Linked DNA regions of Mus musculus: regions 1, 2, 3 and 4 are each linked to region 5. A link is a contact called in public HiCAR-type and promoter capture Hi-C data. All regions are on one chromosome and are shown on one strand. Each heading gives the region's core, a stretch centred on a gene start, on an enhancer-like site or on the middle of the called end of the contact. The rest is flanking DNA. Distances are from core to core; before and after follow the strand shown. Region 1 holds the start of Snrpb2 (U2 small nuclear ribonucleoprotein B). Region 2 holds the start of Insm1 (insulinoma-associated 1). Region 3 holds the start of Cfap61 (cilia and flagella associated protein 61). Region 4 holds the start of Rin2 (Ras and Rab interactor 2). Region 5 holds the start of Sec23b (SEC23 homolog B, COPII coat complex component).

The links. Promoter capture Hi-C pulls out the DNA fragments that hold promoters and counts their contacts. HiCAR-type assays count read pairs that join an accessible place to other places.
Region 1: a promoter capture Hi-C map of liver shows a contact between it and region 5, with 6 times the contacts expected there. The contact joins the promoter of Snrpb2 here to the promoter of Sec23b in region 5. A contact is called at or near these places in 3 of 39 promoter capture datasets (hematopoietic stem and progenitor cells, liver and pre-B cells), 2 of 484 Hi-C or Micro-C datasets (B cells and pre-B cells), 2 of 115 datasets of contacts at active chromatin or transcription factors (astrocytes and large pre-B cells) and 1 of 9 other capture datasets (adipose tissue).
Region 2: a contact with region 5 is called in a promoter capture Hi-C map of embryonic stem cells, with 5 times the contacts expected there. The contact joins the promoter of Insm1 here to the promoter of Sec23b in region 5. A contact is called at or near these places in 2 of 39 promoter capture datasets (both in embryonic stem cells).
Region 3: a HiCAR-type map of astrocytes shows a contact between it and region 5, with 5 times the contacts expected there. The contact joins the promoter of Cfap61 here to the promoter of Sec23b in region 5. A contact is called at or near these places in 9 of 39 promoter capture datasets (the 3T3-L1 cell line, cranial neural crest, embryonic stem cells and 5 more), 2 of 484 Hi-C or Micro-C datasets (embryonic stem cells and liver), 3 of 115 datasets of contacts at active chromatin or transcription factors (astrocytes and embryonic stem cells) and 1 of 9 other capture datasets (liver).
Region 4: a contact with region 5 is called in a promoter capture Hi-C map of the 3T3-L1 cell line, with 4 times the contacts expected there. The contact joins the promoter of Rin2 here to the promoter of Sec23b in region 5. A contact is called at or near these places in 2 of 39 promoter capture datasets (the 3T3-L1 cell line and frontonasal cranial neural crest).

What each region holds. Positions count from the first base shown.
Region 1 is chr2:143,061,761-143,064,460 of GRCm38.p6, forward strand. It overlaps Snrpb2 (U2 small nuclear ribonucleoprotein B), which reads left to right and starts at 1,309. Exons shown (of 7, transcript NM_021335.3): 1 at 1,309-1,338.
Region 2 is chr2:146,220,696-146,223,395 of GRCm38.p6, forward strand. It overlaps Insm1 (insulinoma-associated 1), which reads left to right and starts at 1,302. Exons shown (of 1, transcript NM_016889.3): 1 at 1,302-2,700. The coding sequence starts at 1,571.
Region 3 is chr2:145,933,375-145,936,074 of GRCm38.p6, forward strand. Cfap61 (cilia and flagella associated protein 61) reads left to right here and starts at 1,410. Exons shown (of 27, transcript NM_001369121.1): 1 at 1,410-1,466. It overlaps Crnkl1 (crooked neck pre-mRNA splicing factor 1), which reads right to left and starts at 1,326. Exons shown (of 14, transcript NM_025820.3): 1 at 1,180-1,326. The coding sequence starts at 1,230.
Region 4 is chr2:145,784,806-145,787,505 of GRCm38.p6, forward strand. It overlaps Rin2 (Ras and Rab interactor 2), which reads left to right and starts at 1,311. Exons shown (of 13, transcript NM_028724.4): 1 at 1,311-1,374; 2 at 1,517-1,609.
Region 5 is chr2:144,554,909-144,557,608 of GRCm38.p6, forward strand. Sec23b (SEC23 homolog B, COPII coat complex component) reads left to right here and starts at 1,321. Exons shown (of 20, transcript NM_001252544.1): 1 at 1,321-1,416. Gm34292 (a long non-coding RNA gene) reads right to left here and starts at 1,727. Exons shown (of 1, transcript XR_003953925.1): 1 at 1-1,727.

The DNA.
Region 1 (2,700 bases), core at 59-2,558, 1.5 Mb before region 5:
TAAGTGAACCTGGAAAAGAGCATAGAAGCCACTGACACTGAGTTGTCATCGGACAATTTCTTCTTTGCTGTGCAAAAGGTATAGTAGCTGAGACTCAAGCTTTGATAGAATAGGTATGGCATTTCTTTAAATCTCTTTATTTTTTTCCCAAGTGGAGTGTCCTTGCATGTTTATCAATTTGCTTTTTGAAAATAGCTACGAACTCTCTCTCGGCCAGATGAATGTATATAACACAGGCAGGTTATAGCTTATTCCAATGCTCTCATTACCACCAAGCACAGTTAATCAACTGCTCAGACCTTCTGTTGCTTAGAAAGTGTTTCGTATTTACTTGATGCCCTTTTGCTAAGAACATACTCGATATTGTTTTTATAAAAGCCAAACTGGTTTCCATATCTATGTAATTAAAGAACACTTTTTCTGTGGTTGTTTAACATTATTTCCTACATTTACAGGATTTTCACTGGATATCACACTTGTTTTATTATGACCTAATTTTCACGGAACTTCATTCAATCGTCTGAATCATATTTATCGAGTATAAGCCATTCTCCTAATCACTTCAGTGAAAAAAGCATATAAAATTACTACTCTCAAAACACTATTTCCATCCTGCAACTTCATGTGACTTTCAAAAATTAGAAACCTCAGGCTGGTAAAATCAACCAATTTGGTCCTTACCCCAATTTTTAGCCTAGAAAAATCCAAGCATTTTGTGAGGAAAGGAGAGGGTGGGGGAGTGGGCGGGAGTTAACTGTGTCTAAGTGAGTTTAGGCTCTTTAGTTTGCTCGCTCCTGAAGCCTGGTGAGAGTACCATCAACGACTAAAATTCTCTTTGTTCAGGGGTCGAAGACTGGGCTGCATCTAAGACGTAATCTATAGAGTGCTGGCTGGTGTGTTCTTTCAGACTCCTGGAGATTGACAACTAGAGATTGACAATGGTGTTAAGTCAAGTTGACCAGGACCCATAGAAAGGCTTGACTAACTTGTGGCTGGAGACAGGCTCCTGTAAAATTGTATCACATCCTATAGTTGGGAAGCTTCAAAGTCGCAGTAAGGGAAACGACCCCCTACCCTTCCCTCCTCTGCCTCCACAGCTTGGCCCCCGGGTCCTAATTTGATCCCTTCCAGTTCTCCCCCTTTCCACAAACTTCCTAGCCCACAGGAATGCGCGTGCGCAGAAAGATTCCGCCTTGGCCGGCCGGGGCGAGGAGGGCTCGATTGAATCGGTGCTCGACTCTTCGACTTCTCTGAGTTCGATTGAGGAGTTTGGCCGCCCTCTTCCGGCGCGGGGAAGCTCTTCCGGTATTAGTTTCAAGCGGACCGCGCCGGCTTCAGGTGAGTCTCTCGGGTTCTTTTTCGCTGTGGCTGGTCTCAGGGTTTGGCGGGATCCGCCCCGTCCGCGGTAACTGAGCCGGCGAGGGCGAAGGTGTCGTCGGTTGCGTGGTCCTCGGTCCGCGGACGTATAGGAGGAAGGGACGGCGACCCCAGGGCTGGCGGAATGAGGCCCGGCGTCACAGCCTGTTCTCTGCAGGATGGTTGGGTTTTTAATGTCAGAGGACCCTGGTGTTGGGTGGATTGGCCGGTGTGTAAAGAGGCTCAAGCGGACACATAGGAATTAGCCCAGGGGGAGAGAATGGCCCGTGACTTGCTTGGAGGAGCAGGGTGTGCAGTTCACTGTGCACTCTCGGCCTCTTCTCCCCGGCAGCCTTTGGGTTTCTGGTGCCCTTGCACTATTTCAGCCCAAAGGAGCTAATGCCAGAGCCTGTGCTCTTGTCCCTCTCTTGAGTCCCAGCCCTTCTCCAGGTTCCCATGTAGAGAGGCAAGCCTGTGAGAAACGTTACCTATTATCCGTTGCCTACATAGTACAGGCCCTTCCTATAAGTTGTTCAGAGCAGCTTGTTGTGTGACGTTAAGACACTTGTGTCCTTTAACGAGTGATAGCTATCGATAATAAATAGTAACTGTAGATGCTAACTGGTGCAGACTGATACATATCTGTCTCATAATTTTATAGGCTCCATTTTATAGGTGCTGTTAGTAGCCATAATTTGTAGCTGGGGACTTGAGACATTAAGGAACTTGCCCCCCATCGAAGTAGGTTGTAAAATCGTAAACAGAACTTAAATCCGTATCTTATTGATACAAGAATCTGAGCTCTGAACTGTCAACCTTGACCACTCTTGAGACTCACATAGTGGGAAAGAGACAGAAGTGAAAGCCCCTGAGAGGTCGTTCTCTGACCTCAACATACACGATGGCACAGGTAAACAAACACACACACACACACTAATCGTTTAAATCAATACATTCATGAGTGCATCTATGAACTGTCTTAATTTGTATTGTTCTATTACAATGACTTTTTAAAACTAGGTGCGTGTTTACTGATCTTTCACAAAATGTTCAAATCATTTTACTGAAAAACCATTTTCTGGTGAATATGATCAAAACACATGACATTCTCAAAGAATTAATAAATATACTTTCGAAAGTTATGTCATTATGTAGATGAAAGGACAGTATCATTTAAGTGGGGATAAAAGAAGTATATAACCTTGAATAATATGTTTTTAAATCTGCCTATGTATTGACAGATTCTACCAATTTGTAGAACCTTGGTATTGTCCTTCCAAGGTTTGATCTTGAGAGCTGTTTTCCATTTGACTAAAAGAGATGGCTGTGGGAGGTAGGGCGGGG
Region 2 (2,700 bases), core at 52-2,551, 1.7 Mb after region 5:
GTGTGTGTACCAGGGGTGTCCTTCGTTGTTGTCTCTTGCCAGTGGCACGGGAGGAAGCGGCTGGTCCTCTCAGGCTGCAGGCTCCCTCTGAGGACAGATTGGCCACCCCCACCTCCCCACACCCCCGGCAGCACGCGTCTCTTTTGCGTCCAGATTGGCCGCGACCCGCGCTCAATAGCGGGAGGTTAATTTCCTTCACAAAGGTGAAGGGGGCACGACTCCGGGGGGGGGGGGCCCCCGCGCCCAGACAGGCGGTTGCTTTATTCCGCAGCGCCTTGATTGGAGCCCTTGATTTAGCATCTGATGTCAACCCACAGACAAAATGCCCGCTCAGAATGAAAATGCATGAGGCTGCGCAGAGGGTGAAAACCAACTTCACCGTGCGTGGCCCACTTGGGTCAACTCCACAGGCGTTGCCTACGCCCTGGACAGCGAGGAGGCTCCTGAAGCCTGGGTCCGACCCTGGCAAAGATGCCAATCCTCCGGCTTCAGGCATATTAGGGAAAGGAACGTAACTTCAGATATTCAAGTTCCTTTTGGAAGCCAGCCAGCAGGCCAGGGATGCAGCCTCGCATCCGAGGGCGATCGAAAACGTGCTATGCCAACAGTTTCTCCAACTCGAGAGAAGCTTTCGAGGCCCGCCGGCAGGTTGAGCCCGTGAGCCCAGACCCGGCGCTCCGCCGAAGCCCGCTGGCTCAACGTGTTTACTCTCTGAAGCCCGGGTTCCCGCGGCCAGAGCACGGTCGGGCCACTGGCTGTCCGGAGTTGAGTTGCGCGTTCCCCTTGCCGATGATTTTCCATACGACGCGCGGAGCTCCCGCGCCCTTCTCCCGCAGCAGCCGCGGCCCTCGGGTCGCCCCTGCCCCCACCCCATCAGCGCGCCCAATTTCCCCCTGGGCTCCGGCTCGCGGATTGAACCCTCCTGACATATTTGGGGCCATTCTTCTCCTTTGTTGCTATTTAGCTCGCGACCCGCGGGTAATCCTCGCGCGGGAGGGGGGCGCACATTGTCGTGCTGATGGACGGGCCCATTTGGCGGCTCCGCGCCCCCCGGAGGAGACACACAAAGCCCAGGCACGTGCGCCTCCCCATAGAGGAGCAGCAGACCGTGAAGGGAGGCGGGGCCGGGCGTGTGCCTGGGCCAGGCGGGGCGGCGGCGCCGGGCGCGGCGGGGCGGGGCGGGGCGGGGCGGCCGAGGGGCGCGCGCTGGGGCCCCGCGCCCTCAGGTACATCTGCCGCACCTACCGGGCGACCCTCGAGTCCCGGCCCCTTTTTTGCCGCTCCGTCGCCCTCCCGCCCTCGTCGGCGGAGGAGCTGCGGACGCTCTGATTGGCTCTGGGGGAAGCGGGAGGCGAGAACAATGGCCCCCTCCCCCCGTTAAAAGGGAGCGGCGCCCGGGCCCGGGGACAGGGACGCGCGTGCGGAGCGCAGAGCCGGGCCAGCAGCCGCGGGCACTGCGGGAGTCCCGAAGCCGCCGCGTGCAGGCGATGGGCTGGGGTCACTGAGGGCCGCCAGGGCCGAGCACGGAGGTGGGACCCAACCAGTGCGTCGCCCTTTTCACCGCGCCAACATGCCCCGCGGGTTTCTGGTGAAGCGCAGCAAGAAGTCCACGCCCGTGTCCTACCGGGTCCGCGGCGGCGAGGACAGTGACCGGGCGCTGCTGCTGTCACCCGGCTGCGGGGGCGCCCGCGCCGAGCCCCCGGTGCCCAGCCCCGGGCCGCTGCCGCCACCTCCGCCGCCGGCGCTCGCGGAGCGCGCCCATGCTGCGCTCGCCGCCGCGCTCGCCTGCGCGCCAGGCCCGCCGCCGCCACCCCCGCCAGGCCCGCGGGCCGCGCACTTCGGCAACCCCGAGGCTGCGCACCCGGCGCCTCTCTACAGTCCCACGCGGCCGGTGAGCCGCGAGCACGAGAAGCACAAGTACTTCGAGCGCAGCTTCAACCTGGGCTCGCCGGTGTCCGCTGAGTCCTTCCCCACGCCCGCCGCGCTGCTCGCAGGGGGAGGCAGCGGCGCCAACGGCGCTGGCGGCGGCGGCGGCGGCACCTGCGGCGGAGACGCGCTGCTCTTCGCTCCCGCCGAGCTCAAGATGGGCACTGCGTTCTCCGCCGGCGCCGAGGCGGCCCGGGGTCCTGGGACCGGTCCTCCACTGTCCCCCGCCGCGGCCCTGCGGCCCCCGGGCAAGCGACCGGCGCCCCCCGCCGCTGTCGCTACAGAGCCGCCCGCCAAGGCAGCCAAGGCCCCGAGCGCCAAAAAGCCGAAGGCCATCCGCAAGCTGCACTTCGAGGACGAGGTGACCACGTCGCCGGTTCTGGGGCTCAAGATCAAGGAGGGCCCGGTGGAGGCGCCGCGGGGTCGCGCGGGGGGCGCGACCCGACCCCTGGGCGAGTTCATCTGCCAGCTGTGCAAGGAGGAGTACGCTGACCCGTTCGCGCTGGCGCAGCACAAGTGCTCGCGCATCGTGCGCGTGGAGTACCGCTGCCCAGAGTGCGCCAAGGTCTTCAGCTGCCCGGCCAACCTGGCCTCGCACCGCCGCTGGCACAAACCACGGCCGGTGCCCGCGGCGGCCCGCGCGCCAGAGCCAGAAGCCGCCACCAGGGCGGAGGCGCGCGAGGCTGCGGGCGGCGGCAGCAGCGATCGGGACACGCCGAGCCCTGGCGGCGTATCCGAGTCAGGCTCCGAGGACGGGCTCTACGAGTGCCACCA
Region 3 (2,700 bases), core at 160-2,659, 1.4 Mb after region 5:
AGGCCAACTGAAACTTGTTTTTACTAAGTCTCCATCATTAGCCTGTAAGCTTTTAGAGCACCTGAAGCTATAGTTCCAACACAGGAGCTTAAAAGTCAAATGTGTTCAAGTGCAGATGGACCCTAAGTTCTAATTGGCCTTTTTACTGCTGTGATCGAACATCACCAACAAAAGCAACCTGCAGAGGAAAGAGCTGACTGATTGGCTTACACAACTGGACCACAGTCTTCATGAATGGAAGACACGGCAGGAAGCTGGAGGCATACCAGCTGTGCTCAGTCTGCTCTCACAGACTACACCAGAGCCCCTGCCCAGGTGTGGCACTGCCCAAGTAGGCGGGGGGGGGGGGGGCGTCCACATCAATTGGTAATCAAGAAAATGCCTCACACACTTGCCAGCAAGCAAGCTTAGGGACGAATTTTCTTAGTCCAGATGCCTCCTCCTAGATAACTTTATCTTGTGTCAAGCTGTCAAAAACTTAGTCAGCATGCATTCCCTGGCTTTTATGACTCAGGATAGGGGTTTGGGAGCGGGGGTAGGGGGGAAGCTACCACATCAGACTTTTACAATAATTACATGTGGAAATAAGAACTTGTCTCAAGACAAAATGGCCAAATCAGACTTCCAGAGAATGACTGTATGTGATGGCTAAGTGCAAGATTTGACACTTATTAAGTATTGATGAAGTATCAACCACAGTTGGAAATATAACAATTTACTATCTAACCTAAATTTTATGCCATTGCCCAGAGCCTATCCTCTGCCATTCTCTTCACTGCCTAACTTTGATGCAGCCTAAGTGTTAACTTCCTTCACAAAGTTTACCCTCAAGTTTACAGGCACCCTTCTGGCTCTTGCCCATGGCATATCTACACTACTTGGATACATCTATCTGGGTTGCCATTTCGCTCTCTCTCCAGTTTTAGTGGAGCACTCTTGCCCGGAGTAAAAGTAGGGGATCCCCAGAGACTAGCAAAGCAAACAGTTTACCGAACCGAACCGATGCTTTGCAACCCTGGAAGGAAGGCTGGGCAGACGCGAGACGAGCTCGGAGTGACAAGACCCTGCGCCACCTCACCGACCACCTGTCTTCTTGGACCGCGGCACAGAGATCGCTGTCTCGAATCTCTGGTGCCCGACACCGCAGATGCTGTTCGGGGGCTCCTCCCGGTCGCCTACCTTGGCCACTTTAGGAATGCGCTGTTTCCCGGCCGCCGTGGAGGCTGCCATGACTGCAGCCGTGGAACTCGAGCGATCCTGGCCGACAACCGGACTTGAGAAAAGCACTTCGAACCGGCCGGCACAACAGAGTCAGCCACAACAAACTAGATACCGGAACCGGAACCGGAACTTGCGAAGACGACCTTTGACCGCCTCACCAGTCAGGGGAAACGCCGCGTCGTTTCCTTAGCAACTGTGTGCGCGTCCTCTGTGGAGACTTGCGGCTTGCTGGAGCTGCGGGTGAGGTGGGTAGGGCGGGCTGCGCCGCAGGGATATAGGGCTCTGGCGGCGAGGGCTCATCCAGGTCTATCTCCGGGATGCGTGCAGCTGTAGGCCGTGGCACCTTTGAGGGGCGTAGAAATCCATTTCAGGTGTAGAAACTCCGGGGAGAAGGGAAAAGCACCGAGGAAACCCTGCAAGCAGCCTGGGCAGCGGTGCATTCTGGGATTTGTAGTCTTTCGAGTTCCCGCCCCCTCGCCTTAGGCTTCCCCGCGATTGGACCAAGTTAATAATCTTGAAATGTGGATTTTTTTAAAAAAAAAATCAGAAGAGGTATTTTTGAAACAAGATGTTAGAGAAAGGTGGAAATTAGTCAGTAGCAAAGCACCTACAGAAACTGATCAAATTTTTAGTCTGTAAATTTTTTTTTTTTTTTTTTTTTTTTTATTTTCCGAGACAGGGTTTCTCTGTATAGCCCTGGCTGTCCTGGAACTCACTCTGTAGACCAGGCTGGCCTCGAACTCAGAAATCCGCCTGCCTCTGCCTCCCAAGTGCTGGGATTAAAGGCGTGCGCCACCACGCCCGGCATGTAAATTTGTATTATCTCAATTCTCTTATCCTTAATATCCTTAGCTATAAAAGGATAAAAGTATCTATTTCCTTAAGATTAAAGAAAAAAATCTGTCTCTGTAAAATACTCGCTAGATGTTAGTACGTATAATATCTGAAGTACATTAAAAACAGTGATTTAGCATATAGTTAAGATAATTTTTTAAAATAAAAATTTTGGAATTGACAGCAAAATTGGGAAGGTGAGCTTTTCCTACTCTTTCCCCACCCTCAAAGGACTTTCTACGATCCATCCCCACCCCGTGTCAGTTACAAGAAACTGTTAGAGTTTACTTTTGTAACAGTCTTGAGATTTAGGACAACGGCAAGATTTTTTGTTTTGTTTTGGAGACAGGGTTTCTCGGTGTAGTCCTGATTCCCTGGTTGTCCGGGAACTCACTCTGTAGACCAGGCTGGCCTGGAACTGTCAACATCCTCAGGGTACCTCCTGTTCATCCTCCCCCTCGAGCCTTTGTCCATCAATACTCCTTTTTATCAAGCATTTTGTTTGTTTGTTTTTTAATTCCTTCTTTGAAAGTTTTGCGTCTTAATCATAGCCATTCCTCCAGCTTTCCCCAGATCTACCCCACTCCCTATTCACCCAACTGTGTGTCTTTTTGTTTTTTAACCTTTGAAGACTAATTCGTATTG
Region 4 (2,700 bases), core at 61-2,560, 1.2 Mb after region 5:
TCTCTCCAGGAGGGTTTTGGATCACTGTCCTTCATCCCAGCAGGATCACAAATGGAACAGGATGCCAGAGAGAAAGTGACCAAGACATGGAGCAACAAGTCAACTAGAGGAGGTTTTGAAAGGAAGGCTAGGTGCGTGAGATGCTGTTTTGCCTAGATGAGATTCCACACCTGAGTCCAACCTAACAGCTCACTGTGGGTGTGGGTTGAGAGACAGTTTGGGGGGCATCAAAGGAATCTCTACAAAGTCTCTTGCTTTTACACTTGTGCATTGCTCACTGGTAGACTTTGCCTTTCCCCTTGTTAGACTGTCACTAGCGCTGACCTCAGCATCCAAGTGTCTGATGCTGGCTCTGTCATCCAGGCTTTGGTACCTCACCACTTCATGCCTGCAGCCCAACCACTTTTAATATTCCTTAGTGATTCAAGTGATGTTTGCACTTCCTACTTTCTGTGTTGCTTGTGTCTGCAATATGCCCTGGCTTGTACATGTTATAGCAAGTGGGTTGAAAGGCATGTTTGTGTGTGTGTATGTGTGTGTGTGTGTGTGTGTGAGAGAGAGAGAGAGAGAGAGAGAGAGAGAGAGAGAGAGCCAGCCCTTTGTGAGATTTCTGTTTAAACCTGTACAGTTTCACTGGCTGTACAGTTTCACTGGGTAAGTAAGGCTTTGGGGACTTCCCTTGCCACCCCAAGACACACCTGTCTCAGCCAGGTCTCTTGCACCAGGTGTGTGTACCCAGCTAAGACTGAAATGAAGATGGAAGTCTTTGCAGGGTGTGTGCAGATATTACTGGTTTCTGTCCTAGGAAGGGAAATTCCAAGCATGATAGTCTCGGCGATGATTCAGGACCATGTTGTTATCCTGCCTTTAAATTTTTCCTCTGTGTTCCAAAGTGAGCCCAAGCCCTTGGATGATCCTGGAGCTGTTTACATGCGTCCCCTTACACAAATGAGCTCTGTAAACACTGACTCTCTGGGCTGCATCCCAGTCCCACTGGCTTCTAAGGGGGGAAAAAACAGAGGGATTTCTCCCTAGTGCCCTTCTGCTGACCTTGCCTGCCCGGGAGGAGAGCTAACTGAGGGAATGCTGACCTCACTCCCTAACAGCAGGATTTCCTGGGACATAGAGGGATCCATTCTTCTGCGATCTGCCATATGAAATCTATAAGCTTTCACAGCAGATTATGGGGACAACTAATATTGGTTCCTTTTGGACTTCAGCTTGGGGTCAAGCAAACACACAAAGCCATCTTTATGCTCCCTGAAGTCCTGAAGACCTTCTACGTCAGCTGCTGGCAGAGGGGGTGGGGCAGCGAGGTGGGGCACAGTCTAGGAAGAGTGCTGGCCGCGGCAGGAAACCGGGCTGAAAGGAGATGTAAGGGCTTTGGTGGGAAATAAATGGCACAATGTTGTTGACGGAAAAAGATCTTGGCAGGACTGTTGTTGTGAGTGCTCTGTGGCTTAGAAAGGAATTTCCTACAGGCTCCACTAACCATTGAAAATGTCTCTACCTTCAGGAGTCCCCGGCATGTTGTAGAGCCTCGCTGGGGGAAATGTCAGCGTGGACCATGGGCGCCCAAGGTCTGGACAAGCGAGGAAGTTTCTTTAAGGTAAAAGGAAACTAACTGGATTTGGGATCTCAGCTCTGCTCCCTCTGCGCGGCAGCCTGAGGAGCTGCAGGCACCCGAAGCTGCAGGCTGGAGCTTAAAAGCCTGCTGGCTAGACCAGCTGGGGCCAGGGGAGCTTGCCTGTGAGCACGGTGGTGCTCAGCGGGCTGGGGCTTTTGTGGTTTAATAGTTCCTCACTGGCTGGGGTCTGGGTCAGAGATGCCACACGGTGAGACCCTAGAGGGGCTCTGAAGTGGTGTGCTGTTCAGGCTTTTTAAGCTAGGGAATTTCAGGATGAAAGCTGGACTTTGATTTCCAAAAAATTAATGGTGTGAGACCAGTGTATTCGTCTGACTGAATCATTAAAGAGCAGAAGAAAAAGCAAAGCAAAGCAAAACAATGATTCCAGGACCTCACTTTAGGCTGATCAAATGTTAGTTTCTCAAACACTCAAAGGTTTCTTATGGTGGGGCAAGGGGAAGACAAGATTAAAGTCATACAGCTTGTCTGTTTCACGTGGGCATTGCTGGGGCTAAAGTAACTTTCTGGTTTAATGAGAGATTTTTTTTTAAGGTTATTTTATATGGAGTGCGTATGTTTAAGATTTGATGGCCATTTCTAATGTGAACTTGCAAATTAGTTTTCCTTTTGTGGCTTTTTGACCTGTTTATTCATATCCTCAAATAAATGCAAATTTATTTTGGAAAATCCTGACTCACACCTCACCCCCTGCCCTGGGGATTGGGGGGGGGGGGAATAGACTAAAGGAAGTTAAATGTGCACATGAAGTGTATTGCAGTCAGGTGTCCCAAACAATGGTCCTTGTCCCCAGAGGAGGCGCACCAAGGAAACCTTATTGCTTTATTACTGAGAAGGGGGGTGGGGGGAGTGCTTGTGGTTAGTAAATCCAAAGCCCTTAAGTGTTCATAAGTATGTATGTGTATCTGTGTATGTATGTGTATCTGTGTTTTCTATTTCCAAAGAGATTGAGACTGATCATATGTCAGAGGTTGACCCTAGAAAATCCATCAGAAACCTTGTTGATAGAGCAAGCTTTATTGAGCTTATTGCTGAAACGAGGGCCAAGAGTCTCA
Region 5 (2,700 bases), core at 71-2,570:
AATAAAATCATATTAGTGTTTGTTATTTAAAAAGCGACTTCTTTTTTTCAGCGTTAGATATAACGAACATGTATATTTTATTTTACATTTTACCTTAGGAAGAGATAACTGCATTTCCCAAACATAATTTAAGGTTTTAAACATGCCATCATTAACATTGTTATGTTTATGATGATGAGAAAATGTAAATTTATTTTAAAGATTGTAATGCAAACAGTAATATTTTATAGTACCACCTATTTAAACTTAAGTCCCTATGATTTATAGACGTCAAAAAGTTTGATTTAGCCGGGTGTGATGGCGTGTGCTTTTAAATTGAGGAGGCATAGGAAGATAGAAGAAAGCAGGGCTTCCTGAGTTCCAGGCCAGCCAAACCTACAGCTAGGCTCTGTCTTAAAGAAAAGTTTGCATTAGTAGGAAACTGGGTTATTTAATGGGTACTCTTTGAATAACATGTCTTAGCATAACTGTAAGATTTTAGTTGGCGGGATGAAGGGTTGGTTGAGTGGCTATGTGTATACTGCTGGAGTTCAGTTCCTAGCACCCGTGTTAGAGGATACACAATAGATTCTTCTGGCCGCTGCAGGCACTACACACTCGCTGAATTTGCTGCTATTTATTTATTTATTTATTTTTGCCACTTGTAAGAAAGTGTAAAAATGACTGCGGCGGTCACAGAAAAAGCTGTGTTACCCATCAAAACGGACTCTGATAGTTTCCTTAAGTGTCTGAATAAGACCATCCCCAATTACTCACTTCCTTGCTGGGGAATGGCAGGAGGATGTTCACCAGAAACAGTTTTTATTGAGCACAGAAACCACAGCAGCAACGAGAAGGGAAAGTTTTGTACCGCGAAGAGAGGACCCGCACCCGCACTTGCTGAGCTCAAAAAGATCACCAACTAGCGGCCGAGACTCTCTGTCCCCTCCTAGCCCCTTCCCGCAGGCTGAGGGCCTCTCCGGACAACTCCGGGCTACGCGTCCCTCTTCTCGCTTCCCGGTAGCTAGGCGATGAGAGGGACTTCCCCCTGAGGCAAACAGACGTCATGTTGTGTCAGGGCGGTCCCCTGAGGAGTGCTGGATGCATTTGGATGACGGTTCCGCAGGCGCCGAGGTTCTGTGAAGGAGAAAAATTTCAGGATATATTCAAGAAAGTATGTATCCTGAGGAATTCTACATTCTAAAGTTTGTTGGGTGAGAAACCACAGCCTTGCCCTATTCAAAGATGGAGGCGCAGCTTTTCTGACTGTTTCACTTTCTCGGGTCAGCCAGAGAAGCGCTCTCTGATTGGCTAGAGCATGGCGCCGCGAAATGACGTTTCGGAGCGGTGACCAATCGACTGTGAGCTGAGGTGGACTTGGCGGTGGAAGCCGGAGTTGAGCTCTGGTGTCCGTGGGGCGCGGAAGGTTCAGTCCCGGTGAGTGGCTCCGGACAGGTGAGCGGCTGGCTCTGCAATGGTGAAGGGGCGCATAGGAGGAGGGCCGAAGCCAGACAGGCCGAGGCAAGGTGGGCTTGCTTATGGGAAGAATCAGAGAGAGTTGATGACCCAGAAGCCGGCTCAGAGTGACTCGTCCGCGCCGTGCCTGAGAGCCGACGGCCGGTTTCTGACTCCTTAGCCCTCGGAATTGGGGTGTTGGTGGTGGTGACTCGAACATCCGGAAGGACCGAATCCCCATGAAAACCTTGAGTTTTGCTTTGTGATAAGTGAAACCAGAAACCAGATCTTCAGTACAGGATTAGGTATTTAACTGTGTCTACAGATGGTTACTAAGTCCTGGAAAGTTATGTCCTGGAGAGCTTAGAGGGGCTAAGATATTTTATTGGATGCCTTTCTTTTATCCACTCACTCATTCATTCATTCTCTCTTCATTCACTCAGTCATTCATCCATTCGGCTATTTACCTCTTCAGATACCCTTACTCGTTGAGAGTTTGATAGGAGCATTTTTCTCAGCACATAGAATTTAATAAAAATACATAGAACGTCAGAGGATTCATGAATTCACTGAAAGCCTCTGTGGATTACGTGTTTAGGATTAAGAAGCTGGTTTAGAATAAATCGAGGAAAGGAGGCAGTGGGAAATAGGAGCAGGTGTTAATATGTTGATACTCGGGGACTTATACATTTACGTAAAGAACTTTATAGAGGGGTTACCATTATTTAATGGGGTTTGCTGAAGTAACTGCTGGAAATGGCGATGTTAGAATGTGCTGTGACTTATTTACTACCCCCCACCCCCACCCCCGCTCCCAGGCGCCTAAGTGCTTTCTGTGTAGTTAGGGTTTTATCTTCTTGTATTTGCCAGAACTAACAAGTAGATGTGTTAAGAGTTTCAGTTGGAACAGACATTTGGGACTTTGTTGTATAGAGTCTGTATGGTAGAATAATTAATTTGCTTTTCTGGGTATGTAAAATTGTCCTCACCCAAATTATTTGCAGGATATATCTATATATCTATATCTATCCCTATGTAACCCAGGAGGCTTTGTACTCTCTTGATTCTGCCTCAGCCTCCCAAATATGGAAATTACAAGAATATGCTTCCATTCTCATTTCACAGGTTTAGTCGTCGTCTTCTTCTTCTTCTTCTTCTTCTTCTTCTTCTTCTTCTTCTTCTTCTTCTTCTTCAGTTCAGTTTTCTGGCTTTCCTTTTTTTAACAGTCTACTTGCTTAAACATGTCATTTGCATGTGTGTGCACCT